Linked DNA regions of Mus musculus: region 2 is linked to region 1. A link is a contact called in public Micro-C data. All regions are on one chromosome and are shown on one strand. The core of a region is the stretch at or near the end of the contact, and the rest is flanking DNA. Distances in the headings are between cores, read along the strand shown.

What was found. Hi-C and Micro-C count contacts between places; a contact is called where the count stands out from the background.
Region 2: a contact with region 1 is called in a Micro-C map of palatal mesenchyme, with 4 times the contacts expected there. The contact joins two enhancer-like sites. A contact is called at or near these places in 13 of 484 Hi-C or Micro-C datasets (the G1E-ER4 cell line, the N1E-115 cell line, cardiomyocytes and 9 more) and 1 of 115 datasets of contacts at active chromatin or transcription factors (astrocytes).

What each region holds. Positions count from the first base shown.
Region 1 is chr12:26,312,774-26,317,023 of GRCm38.p6, forward strand. Rnf144a (ring finger protein 144A) reads right to left here. Exons shown (of 10, transcript NM_001081977.2): 9 at 1,247-1,336. Among named protein-coding and RNA genes, the nearest start is that of 4930549C15Rik, 32 kb to the right of the region's middle. Within about 2 kb of position 2,403, at least 27 of the 459 cell types and tissues checked have an H3K27ac peak or open chromatin away from gene starts, as enhancers often do. A contact at or near this core is called in palatal mesenchyme, where this site is marked.
Region 2 is chr12:28,430,061-28,434,310 of GRCm38.p6, forward strand. No RefSeq gene overlaps it. Among named protein-coding and RNA genes, the nearest start is that of Gm25564, 82 kb to the left of the region's middle. Within about 2 kb of position 2,506, at least 68 of the 459 cell types and tissues checked have an H3K27ac peak or open chromatin away from gene starts, as enhancers often do. A contact at or near this core is called in palatal mesenchyme, where this site is marked.

The sequences.
Region 1 (4,250 bases), core at 1,153-3,652:
CTCGTGGGCTTCCAGCCCCATCAACTTGTAGCAATGAGTGCCAAGAAAAAGTAGTTACAGTTAGATCTGCTCCCAACTCTAGGCCACCAACCTGAAAGTGGGGCTCTGTCTTCAGATGGCCTGGCACAGTGAGCTCAGAGGATTCATGGGAAAGTCTGTGAACGAAGCCCCTTCCACAGCAAGTAGGGGGCATTGCAGACCCCACTCTCCTAACCCCTCCATAGTTACCAACTTCAGTATGAATACAATCCATGTCTGCTAGGTCTTGCATAGATCTGAGACACGGTCTTGCTGAAATGTCAAACTAACCCTGTACTCCCTGTCCCACTCTGTCCTTCCATGATCCAAGCCACTTACACACAGACATACGACGTGACGTGCAGAAGTAGCGCTAACCCATAAAGAACCTTCCCACTCACTCTATCTAAGCCCCTGTCGCTGTCCCTCACTCTGGAGACCAGTTATGTTGTGGGTGAGAATGCTGGTTCATCATCCCTCTGCTTTCCACCTAACAGACAGCAGGCTCCATAAAAGAATGTCTTACAGATGTGGCTCCGACTCCCAAAGGGGCCTGCCACACAGGTGATAAATACCACTCAACATATAATTATGCTAGCTGAATCAGCTAACATAAGAGCCACTTACAGCACAGACAGAAGAAGTGTTCCTTTACTTGCCCATCAACCTTCCCTGTTAACAACTTGCTTGCCTCTCTCAGGACAGCTCTAGGCAGTTCTTCATCAAGTACAAGGGGTTCAGGGCCATCAGCATTACTTTCAGTTGGCAAGTCTTTTAGGACATGCACACAAACACAAACATACACATACACTCATCTTCTAGAATACACACACACACACACACACACTCATCTAGAACACATATACATACACTCATCTTCTAGAACACACACACACACACATCTTCTAGAACACACACATACACACACTCATCCTCTAGAACACATATGCACACACTCATCTTCTAGAACACACATATATACACACTCATCTTCTAGAAAACACATTCCTGTCTTCTGAAAAATACAGATATACACACTCACCTTCTAGATCTCTCTCTCTCACTCATCCTCTAGAACACATATGCACACACTCATCTTCTAGAACACACATATATACACACTCATCTTCTAGAAAACACATTCTTGTCTTCTGAAAAATACACAGATATACACATTCACCTTCTAGATCTCTCTCTCTCTCTCTCTCTCTCTCTCTCTCTCTCTCACCTGTGTCCGATGCCAGATCACTGATGCTCGGGAGTGGCCCAGCTTGTTGCGGCAGGGCCCCTTGTCATAATGTATCAGAAGGAAATCATCCTGTGAAGGTCAGAGAAAGGTCTACAGTGAATGCTGGATTTGGACTCTCAGTCTTTTGAACGCTTCAGTTTGTTTGATCTTTCCAGATACCCGGTGTGCGCGCACAGGAAAGAGTGAGAGCAGGGGCATGTATGTGCTGCACACCTGGAGACTGTTTCTCTTGACCACAGCCCTCTCCACAGAGCAGCAAGGAGGAGCTGTGAGCCTCGGGCAGTAGAGGGAGTCTTGGCCACATTTCGGTACTGAGCCAGAGGTCTCCTGGGTGTAGAGGCTGCCTCTGGAGTTTGTACCAACACAGGTGAGTGAAGAGAAAGATCAGGTTCTGAGTGTCAGGAGTTTTTCTGGGGCCTGCCTGTGTCAAATCCCACGGTATGAGAACAGCTTCTCATCAGGTGAGTCCTCCCTGAGCTCAGAACACTGCCATGCTTCTCTTTATTCAAGACCTAGTCCAGCAACCACCCTCTACCCACAAGGTCTCCCTCCACCTGCCTAGAGGGAGCAGGGGTCCTTTCATAGTGCGCAGAGAACTGTCCGGTCCATGTCTCTTTCCAGGTGGCCCTGCCTCACGTTCTCAGGACAGTCACCTCCAGACTGCCAGGTCCCTGGGCTGAATGAAGGCTTGTTATATTGGTCCCTCTGAGGATGATCATCCCTCAAATGTATCTCAGTCTGTATCAGCATCACCGAGTGTCAGGGACAGGCGTTCTCACCTCCACACATAGGAAGCCCTGCCTGTCCATCACGAGCACAGAAAACAGGAAGGAAAGGGCACCCAGCAGGCTAACACCCTTTGCTCGTTTTACCAAGGCCACCAACGGAAAGCTTCCTTTAAAGAATATCCATGGGGTCTACTATGACTGAAAGGACAAGAAAACCAGAGAAGCCTAGGATAGCAATCATCTGTCCCCTCAGACCAACACTAGGGGATAGTCGACCTAAAATGCCTCTCAAGCTGAAAGGGGAACCACCCTGGAGATTTCTGTTCTAAGGTCTAGCCCCCTAGACAGTGTGGCAGCAAACCCTGGCTTTTCCGATGCAGTTCCAGGCGATGACCACTGGAGGCAGAAGCTCAACAGCTGTCTCACCCTCCTTGGACAGGTGAGCTCACAGCCTCTTTCTTCTAGCTCCAGATGTGTCTCTGTTGAAACTCCATCTGGCCACTTCTGCCCGCCGAGTGCTCTCCTCTTGGAGTCTTAATTGCCTTTTCCTTCACATGGATGTTAATAGTACATTACCCCAGAGGACAGCTTGAGTGCGCTTGTCTCAGGTTTTGTTTGTTTGTTTGTTTGTTTGTTTTTTCTCCAATCTGCCTATCACAGCATCTTATTCTGTGGGCTCTCTAAAAGGCGTTGAAGTCCTTTTCTAAAGCACACATTGAGCCACAGGGCATCAGCTACTGGACAGTCTTTACTGATGTCTGCCCTTGGAAATGGGTACTGGTCATCCAATCCTCCTAGATAGCCTGTGGCAAATAAAAACTTGCAGAGCACACCCCATGGAGAGTGTGACCACCCTGGCAGAGGTAGAAATATTCTAAAGAGACACTTGGGACACCAGTAGCTTGAACCCGTAGCTCATCAATTCAGCTAGACTGGCTGTCCAAGGAGCTCCAGTCATCCCCCTGCCTCTGGCTTCCCAGCCCTGAAATAATAGGTCCTGACTTCAGTGCCAGCTTTTATGCCAGCCTCTAAGACTATTAAAAAAATGGACTCCAAGGACTTGGGGTTTTCCCATGAGTCTCAAGATGAAAGAAGAAATAAGCTGAAGTCTGGTACAAAGGGGAGCTGTGGTTGTCACTCTCAGGAAAAGTTCACGACTTCGTGACAACTCATCAGGCTACCTTGCAGCAAAGCCTAGAGCTGAGACAACAACGGCCAGGACCACACCTTGGCCATGGCTGCTAGACTCTGTCTTCTATCTTGACCCCTATTTAAACCTAAACCTCAGGCTGGTACCTGGCAGAGGAGTCCAGGGGGTGAGGGCAGGGTCACCGGACTCCTTTTCCTGTTCCTCCTCCCAGTGCGACCACACTGAACACATACACATCTCTCTGCTTCTCAACTGGGTAGCCAAGTCTAGTTGTGAGAGCTACTGAAGTCCAGGCATTGATCCTGACAGTTCTGGTAATAACACGGAACCCCAGGCAAAGAGCAAGCTCACTTTCCAGATTCTGCTAGGGGTTCTATCCAATCAGTCCTTGCATGGCTGCTTTGCCAGGTATCCAGGTCCTGAGGGAGGTCAAAGCCTTCAACCTCACACACAGAGAAGAGTTACTCCATCCTGGCTTCAGCTCCTCCCACCAGCATTCCTTGCCACATCAAGCCTTTCTCGTGTCCAATTCTTTTGTAACCACTGGCTTCAACATCTCTTGTTCTATTTGGCAGGTGAACAAACTCTTGCTCAACTTCCACGTCCCCAGCCACCCCCATCCTCTAGCCTCTGGTCCTATATCACTCTGCATAGTGGATTGATTTCACACCCATCAAAAATCGCCCCCTCTGTGGGTTGCCATGCACTTCCTGCCTGGCTGTGTGTGTTATCTGCTTTCTTTGGTATATGACATAACTTTAGGAGGGGATCATTTTGGCTCACAGTCTGAAAGGATTATAAAGCCTGGCTTCACACAGGAGCTTGAGGCAGATTGAAGGTCACATTGAAGCCAGTCAGCTTCCTCACCCTTGTTCAGGCGAGGACTTCAGCCTACATTTTTCCTCACTTAATACCATCTAGAAACCTCTTCACAGACATGCCCAGACGTGGGTTTCCATGTAAAATATATATCCCATCAAGCTGACCCATCACAGAGGAAAACCATGAATGTTAACATACTGGGTTGTCTTTCCAAAGAAAAAGATGTATAGAATCTGTCTTCCATCCAGAAGGCTGGGAGATGGAGGTGGTCAACAGTCTAGGA
Region 2 (4,250 bases), core at 1,256-3,755, 2.1 Mb after region 1:
CATTAGAGGACAGGAGCTGTGGTGGGTAGCAGGTGGCCATATGTGGAGCAGGAATGGAAAGGCTGGAGAGCAGCAAGCGGGTCTTCAAACTAGACTCCAATCACCAAGCCTGTAACACTCAGCCTCAGCTCGCAGATCTTATCCTGTAGGAGGTGTTAAGAAAACCCTCCAAGTATGCCAGGTTTGCCGGCTGTCCTTGGGATGCCAGAAACATTTCAAAAGAAGATGGGTACAGGTACTTTGCAGGCTGCATGGGGAGAGAAGCCGTCAACAGTCTTAACCAGCTGTGCCATTCTGTGAGCTAACAAGAGCCAACCCCGGAAAGAAATGTCTATGACCGGAATAGTGGTACAGATGTTGTGGGGGTAACCAACGTCTTTCCAATCCTAGTGGACTTAAATCTTGATCCACAGGCGTAAACTGATGCTTCCTGGTGTAAGCCTGGCCAGTAGCCTGTGGGGAGGCAGATCTTAAGCGCTACTGCTAGTTATTTTGCGAAAGGGACATCACATCAAACTGTCTTATAAATACTTTTTCTTATTCATATAGACCAGGGCAATCCTTCATCACAGAAACGTCTTTATGCAGCCAATGACGCTTAATTCTGAGACTCATAACTGGTCAAAGAGTATATGTAACTGCAGAGAACTCAGTCCTGGATGGAAAATCTGTATCATACCTTCAGCCCCAAGGCTGAGGGAATATCATGGAAGAGGAAATGGAAAGATTTTAGGAGCTAGAATCAGGAATGATTTTTGTGAAATTTTGTCTCCTGGACATGACAAGACCACTCCACTCATGAACTCACAGCAGTTATGGTTACCTGTGTAAGACCCGTACAAAAGCAAGTCAACCAACATGGAGGGGGAGGGGCTTATGAGGAGCCATGGGAAGGTGAAGGCCACTGTGGGAAGAAGAATCATTTTCTTCATCAGTGCGGCCATTGTAGGAAGTCTACAGTCCAGTGGAAGGTACCCCATAGCCTTAAGAATGTAAGCAGTATGTGACATGTAACTTGTCTTAAGCATGTGACAAGAATTGTACTCAGTGGGTGAAAAGAGGGGAGGAAGGAGGAGAAGGCAGAGCTGGGAGGAGATGAAGTTTGTAAGGACATGTGGGAGATGGTATCTAGAATGATTGGAGAGGGGAATGGGGGTATATATTGTTGCACAACATTGTTTAGTGTGTTAAATTGCCAAAGAATAAAGTTAAAATGTAAAACTCAAAGGACCTGGGCCTTTGGGAGATGGCTTGAGTAGGCAGGAACACTTGGTCTGCAAGCACGAAGACCTGAGTAGAAATCCCAACACCCAAGAAAACACTAGGCTTTGCTAAGTGCACCAGTAAAGCCAGCATTGTAGGATCCCAAGGATCCAAAAGAAGAGCTGTCAAGACAGCCTGAGCTTCTGATTCAGTGGGAGGCCCTGCCTTAATAAAAGGTGATAGCTATACAGAGAGACCCTGTCAGAAAGAAAGAAAGAAAGAAAGAAAGAAAGAAAGAAAGAAAGAAAGAAAGAAAGAAAGAAAGAAAGAAAGAAAGAAAGAAAGAAAGAAAGAGAGAGAGAGAGAGAGAGAGAGAAAGAGGGAGGGAGGGAGGGAGGGAGGGAGGGAGGGAGGGAGGGAGGGAGGGAGGGAGGGAGGGAGGGAGGGAAGAAAAGGAAAAGGTGAGAGAGGAAAACAGCCAACTGGTCTGGCATCCATATGTGCCTGCACACACATTCGCACATCCACATGCATGCAACACACACACAAACACACAGAATAGAGCTGAAGTGGCTAAACTCTCAAGCTCCTTCCAGCCTTTAGATTGTCCCTTTCTAGGTCCCAAGGCACTGCATGAAAGCCACAAAGAACAAGCACAAGCCTAGGCAGTCAGAGCAAGGCTCAGCCCAACCCATCTTTAAGACCCTTCATGCTACCTTAAGGTGCCCAAAGCACAAAGGGAAGAGCCGAGGGGAAAACGCGTATCCTGGGCCATTTGATCAGCTCAGACTTCAGTTGAAAGCTCTGAGGCATTAAGGAATTTCGATTGTGACTTAGAATTCCCCAGCAACTCTCCAAGAAGGATGGGGAAACTGTCTGGGTGTCCACATGGCATCTGGAAACCCCAGAAGTAACCAGCAGTTTGGGCGGCATTTACTATCAGGGTTTTCACTGCCGCTTCCAGGAGCCTCCCACAGCACCGACCACAGGTAGGGATCCTCCCCAGTGCCTACCGTCGCTTCCTATTACAGAGGTGTCTGAAACCGCGCTCTCCTGTGGACCAGCGTCCAACAGAATGTTCAGTTTCTAAGGCAGAGTGAAAATAAATCTGTTGGTGACAGTGAATGAAAATTTCTCTAGGCGAGATAAAAAAAAAAAAAGGAAATAATAAAAAAGAAAGAAAACACAAAAGCTCTGCATGTAGATTGCAGAAAGGAGAAAAATATTCTGAATTGTGAGACTTCTGGGTTTTCCCCTTCCCAGGAGGAAATGGGCTACTTAGGAGAAAGCTCCTCAGAATGGCAGCACCTGGACCACTTTCCAGCCGCTTTTGTCCTCACTAGGAAGGGGGCGGGGAGAAGATGCGTTCGTGGGGAAACATTGCCATCCAGTGGTCAACTTGTGCATTGCCCGATAAAAACAGGAAAGAAAAAAAAACGCTTGGTGACATTTTGTCAGTCAACTGATAAGTGCTGAGAATACTTGTCAGATGTCAGGCTGAGAATACTTGTCAGATGTCAGGCCAGATCATTGATACCACCCTTCAAACCTATAGGAATTCACACACACACACACACACACACACACACACACACACACACACACACACACACACACGGCACTCTAAAGGCTCCAAGGAGCGAACCAGCTGTGTGAATAAAAGAAGCAGAACTCAGAGCTGCTCTAGGACCCATTTGCCTGGCCATGTCCCAGAGACAACTGCTCCCAGTCACCCTGAAGGGTTGGTGCATGGTGATTCAGATGAGGCGGCTGCAAACAGCAGTTTCCACAGTACCCAGAAATGGGTTTTCCCAATTTCTGTTTGTGCCATGTAGCCTCCCACCGTCGTGAAGAATAAATATGCTTCCCTAGTTCCTTTATAGATAGACTTTGGGACAGAAGTCCAAATAGAGGGATGGATAGACTCACTGTTCCTCTTGGGTGATGACCTCAAGTCCTCAGCCAAGTCAATGGCCTTACGGAGGACGGGAGACCTACCTAGCTTATCTTTTCTTCCAGCTCGGCATGAGGGCTGAATGAGACATTGACTTTACTCTTTTTCACTTGGAGTAACTGACCTCTCAGACCAGCCTCCAGGTTTGGATTTCTCATCTCTTGTAAGTGATGGGTTTTTGCCTCCCTCCCCCAGCCCACTCTCCGCAGTTAGGACGGTACAGTTCCCCTTGATGATCTGGATGTAAATTCCCCCATCTACACCTACAAGGTATCATATGGTCAGAAGTCAATCTTTAAGATCATATCAACCACCAGACCCCCCAGAACTCCCAGGGACTAAGCCATCAACAAAGGAGTACACATGGCTCCAGCTGCATATGTAGCAGAGGATGGCCTTGTCATGCATCAATGGGAGGAGAGGTCTTGGTCCTATGAAGGCTCGATAGATGTCCCGTGTAGGACAATCAAGGGTGAGGAGCTCGGAATGGGTGGGTGGGTGGGTGGATGGAGTAACACCCTCATAGAAGCAGGGAGAGGGAGGATGTGATAGAAGGTTTCCAAGAAGGAGAGAAACCAGGAAAGGGGATAACATTTGAAATGTAAATAAAGAAAATATCCAATTTTTAAAAAAGGATCATTTGTTCTCGTGTAATTAGCCAGCAGCTTAATTTACAGTTTCTAAATTTTGGGGCATGACCTCATGTGGGGTCACATGGCTGAACTAACATGTTAATAAGAGGTTTGTGAACACAATGCCTAAAATTTAATTGAAAACCACATTCAGAATCCAAGGTGTGGATGGTGGAGTTTCCCAGACAGCATCGTGAGACTTCACTTTTCCCTGCATGTGTGGTCCCAGCAGGCAATATTCATAAATACTGAGCAGGTGGGTGTGAGACAGGGTCGCACTATTTCAACCAGGCTATCCTCCTGCCTCTGCCTCCCTAGTAGAGGGATTAAAGACCTGTGCCATCACACCTGGCTCCGATTCAAGGCTGTATTGGTAATAGAGATTTTAATTGAACTGCCATGTGTTTAACTGGACATACAAGGTTTCTTCTGCTTGTCGATACACAGTGCTTCCATTACGG